2 separate regions of the Urocitellus parryii genome follow, and region 1 is linked to region 2. Evidence: chromatin contacts called from public Hi-C data. All regions are on one chromosome and are shown on one strand. Each heading gives the region's core, a stretch centred on a gene start, on an enhancer-like site or on the middle of the called end of the contact. The rest is flanking DNA. Distances are from core to core; before and after follow the strand shown. Region 1 holds the start of Gpcpd1 (glycerophosphocholine phosphodiesterase 1). Region 2 holds the start of Shld1 (shieldin complex subunit 1).

Region 1 (6,393 bases), core at 2,282-4,781, 130 kb before region 2:
TGCGTGCGGCCCGGGTTCGATCCTCAGCACCACATACAAACAAAGATGTTGTGTACGCCGAGAACTAAAAAAATAAATAAATATTAAAAATTCTCTCTCTTTCTCTCTCTCTCCCCCCCTTTCTCTTTAAAAAAAAAAATTTTATTCTAATTTGTTATATATGACAGCAGAATGAATTACAGTTCATATTACATATTACACATATATAGTGCATCATTTTTCATATATCTGGTTGTATATAAAGTACATTCACACCATATGTGTCTTCATACATGTATTTAGGATAATGATGTCCATCTCATTCCACTATTTTTCCTACCCCAATGCCCCCTCCCCTCCTCTCCCTCCACTTTGCCCTATCTAGAGTTCATCTAATATTCCCTTACTCCCCCTCCCAACCCCACTATGAATCAGCCTCCTTATATCAGAGAAAACATTCGGCATCTGTTTTTTGGGGATTGGCTAAATTCACTTAGAGCGTAATATTCTCTGACCAGTTTTAAATAACCAATTCAACCAATAAGAGAAATCAGATATAGGGCTGGGGTTGTGGTTGGTTCAGCAGTTGAGCTGAAGAGAGAAATCAGATGTAACCATTTCTATATCTTAAAAACTACTGCTGGTACAAAATTATCCCTAGATTTCTACTATATTAAAAAACCATCAGGAAAGGTTGTAAATCTAATAAAAGGGAAATAAATCAGCTGATTATTAAAATTGGGCTTTTCATTCCTAAAGTTGTTTTATAAAGTGGCTATAGTAACTTGGCAGTAAACAGCTGCAGTAAATGTACTATACAAAGTTATATATACAAGCACAAAATTGCCCCATCCCCCAAAACCCTCCCCAAAACTCAAAGCATCACCTTCCATTGAACTGACAAGTCAAATCAAGCAAAGCAGTTCAAATTTTCACTCTCCAAAAATAAATATCATCCCAACAAAAGAGAGAGAGCTGCTACCAGGGCAGTTTACTTGATTGTGAACAGAGGCCAAAATTCTGGTGCAGGGTTGAAGCATACAGTTTTGGCACCCAGCTATCACCAAAACAGCAATGACAAAGTAAAAAACGGATCTACTTCGGACCACAAAATTTACACATCCACTGGTACTTCTTCCTCTCCCAAACAAACAAAAACCATCCCAAAACAGAGGGGGAGGTCTTCCAGATAAACAGAAAAATAGAATAAGATTTTTTTAAAAAAAAAGCTAGTCACTGTATGCACCGAGCTGACTATGTAGATATTTTAAAACAATTCACTTATTATCTCACAGACTACATATACTTCCTGAGACAGTTTTTGGTTTGTTTGCTGAATAAAACAAAAACAAAAACAAAACTGGGCTTTTAAAAGATAAACGTCAATCTCACCTGAGATTGAGTAGTGCTTAAAACTATTGTAACATTTTTAAAACTTTAGCAAAATGATATTGCAATTAATTTAAATTTTTAAAAATTTTAGAGTTCACACTACCTGTCAAAATAAATTTTACTGTATTCTTTTTACCAAACAAACTTTCCCAACCCTTGACTTTACCAGTTCACAAGCTTGGGAAACAAAAGATTTAAACAAACCAAGGTACAGGAACATTTAGTTTAGAGGTAAACTGAACTCAGATATTTTTTGCTAAAGAGTGTATGTCTGGCCAAAAAGAATCTGTTTTCTTTCCAAATTCTTCAAGAAAAAAGTTATTTCCAATTAGCCTTGCTCTTCTCTAGACTCCAGCAGCTGTGATCCTCTTAACTAGCTATAGTAAAGGAACATATGAAATCCCTACAATTAATCTGTTATTTTTGGTGGAGGATCATCATGATCCCACTTTTCTGACCTCTACATACTTTAACTCAATGTTTTAATCCAACACAATGTACATATTAATAGATTTTTATTTAGAAAGTATTTCTGAAGTAGATTTCATTAAGCTACATTAACTTTCTAAACAATGCAGTAACATTTTTTCCAAATGTTTTCCATTTCATTTTCTGATGTATATATTTCATATACTTTCATATACATGTATATTGCATATGTACTTCATATACTTTAATGTTTGAGTTATACACAGAATTTGATTCATCAACCTACTTTTTTTACATACCAAATTTTTATTCACTATGAGTTTGCTTTTGTGGTCATCAATTCTTTGAGCCCAGTTTTCCTGTCTTACTTTGCAGATTTAAATTTTGTATAACACTGTCTAGATCTTAAACCAGCAATGGACTGGGCTTTATGCAGTCTTACCTCGGTTGATTTTTGTGCTATTTGTATCTAGAACACTAAAAATAGGAAAAAGACTGATGGCTTGTATTTTTTTCTTAGTTATGTAATAACTGTTAGAAATGTAGCAAATAGAAGCAGCAGCATTAAGAGGTAGAGTAAGTTGATAGGAGCATGGCAGAAACCGGGAGGGTGACAGAAAGGAGTGTGAAAACACCCTCAGATCCAAACATCCTGCTTTTGCTTGGTTTGATCAGTTCCTCTTTGCTGGTACTACAGACTCAACAGCTGCCTCAAGGTGAAAGAAGTATCTACAATTCCTGCCAGATTTCCTTTGCAACTAGGCAGTGCGTGAGGGAGGAAGGGGCCAGAAGAAGCGCCTAACTCATGAGGCTTTTTCCGAAAAGTCAGGTTTGGGGAGATATGGAATAAGCAAAGCTTAAGAGAGGTGGAGGAGGACAGCAGCCTCAAAATTTTATCGAGGGCACTGATGACTATTCCTGGAATAGGAATATTCCTAGTAAAGAAAGGCACTGTGGTTCCTAGGAAGAACTTGACTTAAAAGCAAGCCCAAGACTTCTGGTCCATATCAAATGCTCACTCTGCTACTTTGGGGAGTTTTCTTTTGTGGTCACTATTTTTAGGCAATTGGGAGGGAAAAACAGTTGTCAAGACACGGGAGTTACTTAGGGACACAGTGGTAGTGGGCAAAGGGACTGCTGTGGGAAAGGGGTATTCAGGGGACTTCTGTTGCATTTTGTGTGTTTCTTTGTTCCTTAACTTAGTACTGTGTATATTCTTGGTGGTCCTACACTCTATAAATTCTAGCCACATGTTTCAAAAGGGAACCAAGCACTGGACAGTCCCGGGGAACCGTGGTCGCGAACAAAAGCGGGTAATACTCCCACCCACCGACTTACCGCAGCGAACGTCAAGGCCGCCGAGGCTCCCGACGAGGCGCCCCGGCCGCAGCCGCGGGACCCAGCCAGCCCCTCGGCAGGGCGCCCCCAGCCCGGCCGCGTCCCGGGGCTGGGACTGCCCTGACAACTCGCCTGCCACGTGAGCAGCCGCCGCGGCCCGCACTCGGCGCCCAGCCCGCCAGCCTTACCTGCCGTGTCCCCGGGTCAGCGGTCCGCGGCACCGCCGCGCCGGAGAGCGAGGGCCGCAGGCTGAGGTGCCGGGCGCCCGCCGTCCACACCTCGCCAGCGCTCCTCCAGGCGATCCGCGGCAGCGCTGAGCGGTAGGGAGCGCCTCCGCTCAAACCGGTTTCAGCTGCTCCAGACCAAACGGCCAGGCCACCCCATGGGGCGGGGCCGGAGGGCGGCGAGGCGGGGCCTGACGTCACGCCCGGCGCTGTCCCGTCCAATCGGAGGCCGCGCGCCGGGGGCGGGCCCGCGCTTTCCTGGAAAGGGCCAGCGACGGCGGCCGAAGGTGGACGGGTATCCCCGGGTTCCCCGCGGCTGGTTTACTACTATCTGGGCTGGTAAACGCGCTTGCAGAGGTTCCGCAAGCTCAGGCCGCGTTCATCAAGGACTAAGGGCCGAGGCTGAAGCGGCAATTCTTCCACGTTTGAAAGTGAGGGAGATAAGAAGGCTTGATGTTTCTTAGAAACTTTCATTCAGTTACAAAGCAGTCACTTTGGGATCAAATCATTAAAGTTGAAGATAAAGATCAGGAAACCTAAAATGGTTCAGAGTTGATCCTTTGCCATTCAAAATATAGTCTACAGGCCCGTAGCATCAAGAGACAGCACTCACCTAATCCCAGACCTGCCTAACCGAATCTGCATTCAACAACACCCCGGGGCTGTTTGTATGCCAAGGAAAGTATGAAGGAACTTTTCTAAAAGTAGACCCTTTCTGAGGAAATTGTAGTCTCTAAAAATAAACCCTATTTAAAAAAAAAAAAAATTTCCCTCTCCTTTGATGGTCCTCAAAAAATTAATCAGTATTAATCAAACTGCTACCAGCGTCAGGGTTAACCTTTGCTTAACTTCAAGTAAAATTATGTTAACATTTAAATTTAGTGAAATACTGAAAATTAAGAACCACATTTTTGGGAGATGTTATCTTCAGTAAAAGATAGTTGTAGTTACAAGTTGATTCAAATGGGCCTTCTAAGAAGGTATTTGGCTTAAAAAAAAAACACAAAAACTCTTGCTTGCTATAGACACAGCTTCTAGTCTTATAAATCAGATTGTTTATGGCCACATTTGATATTTGAACTTGGATTAGATCCCAGGACATTTCTGACAAAGTCATTCAGTTATTAAATAATTAATGGGTGCTTGCTTTTTGCTGGGCACAAGATACAATGTTTTTTCATTTTTTATTGCACTCATTTTAATCCCAAATTTCTTGAAGAATTAAACTTCCCTCCTATTATATACCTTTATTAAAGTCTGCTGCTTTCACTGTCCTTAGATAACTTGGAATCAATTTCATTCCTCTGCTGTTAGTCATTTAAGTGATGAATTTTTTCATATATTTGCTTCCTTTAAGTGTTTATAGATCTTTATTTTCCTGTGCTCACCATTTGGTCAAGTTATTTTTTTAGTCAAGCTATTATTTGCCTAATTGTTTATAGTTCAATGATAGACCTAAACCATATTCCTTCCTTAAATCCTCTTGAAATAACAATTACAGTTGGCCCTACATATATGCATATTCAACTACTCACAGATCAAAAATATTCAGGAAAAAAAAGTTGCATCTGTACTAAACATTTAAAGAGTTCTTTTTCTTTTCATTATTTCCTAAGTAACAGAGTATACAAAATTTGCCTTGTATTGAGTACATCATCTATAAGTAACTTAGAGATGATTTAAATATAAAAGATGTAGAAGATGTGCAGAAATTAGACTAAAACAGTTAAATTTATATAAGGGACTTACTTAATCATTTTATTATCCCAGGAAGTCCTGGAAACAATCCCCTATGGATATGGAGGGACAACTGTATACACATTTTGAAAAATATCCTAAGGGCTGGGATGTGGCTCAGCGGTAGAGCACTTGCCTAGCTTATGCAAGGTCCTGGATTCAACCCCCAATCCTGCAACAACTACAACAACAAAAATCCCCTGACTGGGCCAAAAATTAAGGAATTTCTAAAAGATATGAAACAAGCCAATAGCATTAGATGATTAACATAGAATGTGGACCTACACAGGGAAAAAAGGGATTCCTGGAGATGCTATTTTGCAGTCTTGCTTACAAACTGTTATAGAACATATTTTAGATTATGCTGTTTATTTGGTTATGATTGAGATATTGAAGTAGAACATAAATAACATATTCCTTTCTCTTGCCACTTCTGTGGAATATTGTAATTTTCTAGACACATGGTTGATGAGATTAATTTAAGTCTTACCTCACTGTTTCAAAAAGAGCTGCAGCTGAAATTAGAACTGCAAGATTAGGAGCCAGACCCCCTATCTTGTCTTCTATTTTACCTGTCTCTGACATTTTATTTTATTTTATTTTTTACTACTAGGTCATTTTGTCTGTGACATTTTAAATAAAATCTTTGGTAAATTTTACTGCCATTGATAAATTTTGACAGAAAAATCTGGTGAGCCCATTTAATTTCTTAATTAGGTTATCTAGAATAAATTGTTGTGTCTTCTATGTCTTCTAGATATGTTCCATTTTATTTTCTGAAATTACTTTTATTAGGTTCAATATTTTCATATGCATTTTACCTTTCATGTGTATTTTTTTTAGAGAGAGAGAAAAGAGAAAAGAGAGAAGAGAGGAGAGAGAGAGAATTTTTTAATATTTATTTTTTTTGTTCTCGGTGGACACAACATCTTTGTATGTGGTGCTGAGGATCGAACCCCGGCTGCACGCATGCCAGGCGAGCACACTACCACTTGAGCCACATCCCCAGCCCCCTTTCATGTGTATTTTACCACATAAAATTACTTTTATGTTCATACCATTATTTTTTTAAACAAACCATCAACTATAGCTTCTTCCACTGTGAGTTTCTTTTTGTGGCCATTATTTTACTGAGTTTAATTTTGCAAACATGTATTTTTTTTCACAAAGTATTGATTCTTTCAATAATGTTTACATAACAGCACATTTTTATCTTGGCAATTTTAGCTATTATCAGTTTTGTTGTTCTGATTCTTCTCCCAGAAACATTCATCATGACTAGATAAAACACTCA
Region 2 (6,531 bases), core at 1,186-3,685:
CTAACCCTCAAACTTTTGCTATTTCCTTTCTCATTTCTTAAAGTCAAGTTCTCAAGTAAAAGAGCAATTAGATAGATCGAGGTTCATCATGACAAAGAGTGACAAGATAATTGCAAATAACCTTACCCTATTTTGAAAAAGCTATTTTGGTTTTTCAACTAAAATGACTTCTTTCTGCTGAAAAGAGATTTGTTTGAAGTAGCTGGCTTAGCTGATGGCAGAAAATCAACCGTGAAATATAAAGAGCTTCATAAAATTGTGACATAACTCACTTTTACAACCTTTATATAATCAATGACAAAAGAGCAGGGAATCCAAAATGATTTATAATTTACATTTGGAATGCAACAAACTCGATTTTGCTCTCTCTGTGCAGAGTTAAAATTTTGTTTCCATAATTACTTCAATTAGTTTTCATTTTTTGTGTACTGAAATTAATGAGAGAGGATGGTCAGAGATGTGCTATATGGCAAGGAAAGTCACTCTAGACTAAGAAACATGCTCCCAGAAGCTCACTGGAAAGACAAGCCCCATTATGGAAAAACCACCAGAGAATACCCGAGAGTTCAGTTAGACACAGTTTTTTCCCTCCAGTACAGGTGACATGGCAAAAAGGCTTCAAGGTTTGTTTCACTGTTAAGAAGGTTATGAACAAATCATGTCTTTGAGAGTTCTGGGAAGGTGTAATGGTTGAGTAGGGTGTGTATGGAAAATGCCTGGGTGAGATCTATTCATTCATCCACGAAACTGCAATTTCTAAGCAGTTATATGTGAGTCATTGAGCTGGGGTTTGGAGTACAAGATAGACTGATCTTTGCCCCTGAGACAGGTACAGTTTGGCAGGGAAAGTGGAAAGGGCAAAGGAATATAGAATAATCAGGATAAACAGAGGAACATGGACAACTAACTCCTGTTTGACAAATCAGAGAAGGTTCCAGGAGGTAGAATTCTCTAAAATTGAGATGTATGAAAAAGAGCAAAGAAGAGAGGAATGTTTCTAAGGGAGGAAACTTGTATGAGAGAAAAACTCAGCGATAAGAGAGGGCAAACATGGAGTACTTAACGAGAAAACAACAACAAAATCCCCAAAACCCAGTCATTGTATAGGTATGGGGTTGGGAGATAGTGATGGGAATATCTCCTGTGTATCTTCATGGCAGCTGGCATGTGGTTAGCCAAACCTCAGCCAGGGTTGTTTAAAAATATTCATCTTAAATTCAGGACTTCTAATTTGTGGGGTCTTATCCCAGTTGTAGACAACTTCGCGAGGCTATGAGTATTTAGGATTAGCTCAAGAAGATACTAAAATAGAAAAATTGCTGTCACTCTTGTTAAAGTTTATGTAAGGCCTTTAATTTGGATTGGACTCTGTAGTGGGCCCCAGGAGGCCAAACTAAATCAGAATGGTATCACCTGTGCTAAGTGCCACATAAACCAACTTGAAAACTTGGAAGTCAATTTTCCCTAAACTGGAAGTTCTAGTCAGACTGTCAGGGTAATAAGGAAGTCTTCTGTTTTGTTTTGGTACTGGGGATTGAACCCAGGAACGCGTTGTCACTGAGCTCTAGCCCCAGCTCATATAGATATATAAAATTATTTATTTATTTATTGAGACATGGTCTCACTAAGTTGCTTAGGGCCTCCCTAGTTGCTGAAGCTGGCTTTGAACTTTTGATGTTCCTGCTTCAGCCTCTCCTGCCACCACCTCACCGGTCTGTCTTGTTTTAGCCCAAAGATAAAAGTAACTCTGAAGCCGACAATTCGTTTTTTGTTCTCTTTCTGCTTTCTTCAGTCCTTTTCTGTTTGTAAAGCCAACCTCCTCTGCTTAGCTCTTCAGAACACTGATTAGACTTTGTTGTCATTTTGTCTTTTACAGTCCCTTTTCTCTCTTTTGATATGGTCCTACAATTCTGGTAGTTGTGTCCAGCTGTCTGAATGAATCAATGTATTAAAATATTTTCATGCTCTTTATTTAACTTCTAGTTAAAAATTTTTTTTAATAGTAAGAATTTAACTCTTTTTTTTTTTTTTTTTTTTTTGTTGGGGGGAGCGGTGCGTGGGTACCAGGGATTGAACTCAGGGGCACTCAACCACTGAGGCACATCCCCAGCCTTATTCTGTATTTTATTTTAGAGAGAGGCTTTCACTGAGTTGCTTAGCGCATTGCTGTTGCTGAGGCTGCGGATCCTCCTATCTCTGCCTCTGGAGCTGAGGAATTTAACTTTTTAAAGACTTTAAATATTTTTTCTGTTCCCCGGGAATCTACCAAGCATACTTAAAAATAAGCGTCCTCTCCAGATCACCAAAGTGCTGTGAAGTGCTTACCTCGGAAAATGCCCTCAGTTAAGATGGCCGGGCTCCCTTCTATTGTCCTCTCCTGCCCATAGCAAGGATGGTTCCAGTAACCTCCTTTCACGCCTCGGTTTTCCCGTAACAAAGATGGTGCCGCCACTTCCGGATCCGGGCTCTGGCTGTGGAGGGGCGGTGAGTGCAACTGGGGCCCCCGCTGATTTCTTTTGCTCCACTTTTCTTCATCAACTTTGCGCTTTGGGAAGGGCGCAGGAAAGAGACCCCAGAAGCCACAGCCACGCGTTGGATCATTCCAATTTCACAATTGGAAAGCTGTGACGATTTCCGTAGGCTATTACCATTTCTTCCCCGCCCCCTCGCTCCTCTGCCTCAACCCTAGGCGCTCTGTGGCTGCCTGGGCTTTGGGAGTTCCGGAAACGTACAGGCAGCGGGGGATGGATGATTTTCGGTTCTTCTGATTTTTTTACAAAAAATGGTTTTCTTAAGAAATTTCACGTACTGTAAAATTTGCCTATTTAAAGTGTAAGATTCATTGGGTTTTGTTTATTTATTTTTATGTGGTGCTGAGGATCGAAACCAGTGCCTTACATATGCAAGGCAGGAGCTCTACCATGGAGCCCCAACCCCAGCCCCAGATTCATTGGGTTTTGTGCGTTCACAGCCCTGGGCAGCCATTATTACTTTTAAAATAGTTTCATCACTCCAAAGGAAAACTCTGTATCCGCAGGACTATAGTGCATTTCTGCACCCAGTAGCATCATTCTTCATTTACCATTAATCCCCCAGAGCTAGGCAATTACTGGTGTACTTTATAATTTTCTAATTAATATAAGTGGAATCATATATGTGAGTACGTATGTTTTCAAAGCTTGTCTGTGTAGCTTGTATCAAAACTAAATTTCTTTATTGCTCAACAATATTCCATTGTATGCATATATCATTTTTTCTGTTAATCATTTGATGGATGTCTGGGTAACATTTTGGGGCCATAATGAAGTTGCTGTTAACATTTGTGAAAAGTTCTACTGTGGATATATGCTTTTCTCTGGAGCACATACCTAGGCATTCGCCAGATCAAAGTGTAAATCTATGTTTAACCTCTTGAGGAACTGCTAACCTGTTTTTCACATTGCGTCATCTATTGCCCATAAATGTATGATTTTACTCTTGAACTTGCAGTTCTGTTCCATTGATCTGTATGTCTGTCCTTCTGCTAGTATTACACACCCTTCACTAATATGTATTTTTAGTAAGTTTTGAAATCAGAAAATATGAGTCTTCCAACTTTGTTTTTCCTTTTCAACATTGTTTTGACTATTCTGAATTCCTTGCATTTTCATATGAATTTTGGAACAATTTTGTCAATGTTTGCAAAATAGCCAGCTGGAATATTGATAGAAGTTGTGCTGACTTTTAGGTCAGTTGGGTAATATTAAAATATTAAGTCTTCTGATCTTAAAATATTAAGTGTTCTGGTCCATGAACATGGTATGTCTTTCCCTTCCTTCAGCTACTTAATTTCTTTCAACATTTAAAATATAGGTTTTAATGTATGTGCCTTACACTTATTTAATATGTTTCTATTTTTTCTTTTTATACTAATTTAATGTTTTTCTTTTTTCTTTTTATACTATTATAAGTGAAATGTGCTTAGTTTCATTTTCAGATGTTTATTGCTAATGTATATATATGCAAATGATTTTTCTATGTTGATTTTGTATCCTGTAATTTTATTTAATTCTAGTTTTTTAAAAAAGCAGATTCCTTAGGGTTTTCTATACGTAAGATTATGTCTTTTATGGATAAGAGTTTTGCTGCTCACTTTGCAATCTGAATGCCTCATGTTTTATTTTTTTGTTTGATTGTCCAGGTTTAAGCTTCTAGTACAGTGTTGAATAGAAATGATGAGAGCAGACACCCTTATCTTGTTCTTGCTCTTAGAACATAATTTAGTCTTTTTCCATAAAGTAGAATGTTAGCTATGTGTTTTCAAGAACATCATTTATAAGGCTGAGAGGGTTCCCTTCTATGCCTAGTTTGCTGAGGGCTTTGATAAGAAAAGGGTGTTTGACTTTGTTGAAAGTTTGTGTGTGAGTGTGTGTGTGTGTTGGTTTTATACCTTATTCTTCTAATATAGTGTATTACATTGATTTTCAGATATGAAAACAATTTTGAGTTTCTAGGATTCCACTTAGTTGTGGAATAAATAAATAAATAATCCTTTCTATTTTTCTTTTCTTTTGAGGTGGTGATTATTAAACCCAGGGCCTTGTGTTTGCTAAGTACAACTCAACCACTGAATTATACCCCCAGCCCCCGGAGTGTAATCCTTTTTATATTTTGCTAGATTTGGTTTGCTAGTATTCTATGGAGGATTTTTGTGCTGTTGTTCATAATATCAGTTGGTAGTTTTCTTTTTTTTAATTTTTATTTTTTATTAGTTGCTTGAGACAATACAATGATCTTGACATATCATACATTTGATTCAAATGGGGTATGAATTCTCATTGGTAGTTTTCTTATGATGTCTTTTTTTCCCCACTTTTTTGTCAGTATAATTCTGGATGCATAGAGCCCTTGAGTATATCATTGTAATCCCAGCTACTTGGGATGATGAGGTAGGAGAATCTCCATTTCCAGGCCAGTCTGGGCAACTCAGCAAAACTCTGACTCAAAAAATGAAAAAGGCTGGGTGTCTCTCAGTGGTAAAGGACCTGGGGTTCAAACCCCAATATTGTGGGGGAGGGAAAGAGAAAATATTCCCCCTTTTGGTCTTATTTATTTATTTATTCATTCAGTACTTGGAATTGAACCCAGGGGCACTATATCCCCATCCCTAATCTTTTTCTTGAAACAGGGTCTCCCTAAGTTGCCTAGGCTGGCCCTTGAATTTATGATCCTGCTGCCTAGGCTCCCAAGTTGCTGGAATTACAGTCCTGTGGCACTATTCCTGTCTCTCTTCCAGTTTTTAGAAGCATAATACAGGAGAGGAAGATGCACTCCTGATGGAAGGAGGGCAAGTGTAGGGGGAAGAAGCAGGACATATGGGAGAACCTGAGGGAAAGCCATTATGCCTGAAGCAGGGAAGGAGAGGGGGCCCAACATGCAAGGAGGATTGGGCTAGAGAGAGATTTTCTCATGGTCATTACTGTCCCCGAGGAGGAAAGGAAAGGAGAGAGCTTTGGAGAATAGGAACAGGCAACAAGGTGGGAGAACAACCAAGAGAAAGACTTTGAACTTGGCATTCTCCTGCCTCAGCTTCCTGAGTTGCTGGTATTACAGATGTGTGCTACCACATCCACCAACAACTTTATACACACACACACTTTTATACCTTAACTATGCCTGGGGGCATAGTTCAGAGATAGAGTGCTTGCCTAGCTGTGTGAGGCTCTGGGTTCACTTTTAGCACTACAAAAGAAAAATAAAATTTTCAAGGAATTCCCAAACAACATTTTCCAAATTTGCTAATTGTCTACATTTGCTCTATTTACTTTATCTTTCTCCCTCCCTTCCCCCCATATATGATAATAACAATAAAGTATTATTATTATCACACATAATATAGTCATATTTGTTAACTTTCCCCATATATATCTATATTTATATATGTATCTATCTCTCTATATATCTTTCTATCTATATATGTATATGTAGGTATATAACTATATATATATAGAGAGAGAGAGAGAAAGAGAAAATTAACAAATATGACCATATTATCTGTGATAATAATACTTTAAATGAGCAAACTGAGGAAAAGTTGCCACAGGTAACATAGTTAAACAGTGACAAGAGGGCTTGAGCCTGACTCTCAAACTCCAGGGATGTTTAGGATCTTCCAGTTTGTGTTTCATTCAGCTAAGAGTGAGCATTTGAAAATTCAAATTTGTGGGCTGGGGATGTGGCTCAAGCGGTAGTGCGCTCGCCTGGCATGCATGCGGCCTGGGTTCGATCCTCAGCACCACATACAAACAAAGATGTTGTGTCTGCCGAAAACTAAAATAAATAAATAAATAAAAATTCTCTCTCTCTCTTTCTCTCTGTCTCTCTCAAAAATAAATAAATAAAATAAAATTTAAAAAGAATTCAAATTGATCATATTACATGCCAGCTCAACTTCCATTATTTTAAGATTCAATGAAAATATCTATTAAAATAAGATGAATAGAGTTGAAAAGATGGGTAGTTATGAAATAAATTATAATAAAATATGAAGGA

The links. A called contact is a pair of places that touch in the nucleus more often than the background predicts.
Region 1: a Hi-C map of liver shows a contact between it and region 2, with 3 times the contacts expected there. The contact joins the promoter of Gpcpd1 here to the promoter of Shld1 in region 2. A contact is called at or near these places in 2 of 2 Hi-C or Micro-C datasets (liver and muscle).

What each region holds. Positions count from the first base shown.
Region 1 is chr6:168,915,381-168,921,773 of mUroPar1.hap1, reverse strand. It overlaps Gpcpd1 (glycerophosphocholine phosphodiesterase 1), which reads right to left and starts at 3,531. Exons shown (of 20, transcript XM_026385858.2): 1 at 3,327-3,531.
Region 2 is chr6:168,784,639-168,791,169 of mUroPar1.hap1, reverse strand. Shld1 (shieldin complex subunit 1) reads left to right here and starts at 2,435. Exons shown (of 3, transcript XM_077799758.1): 1 at 2,435-2,484.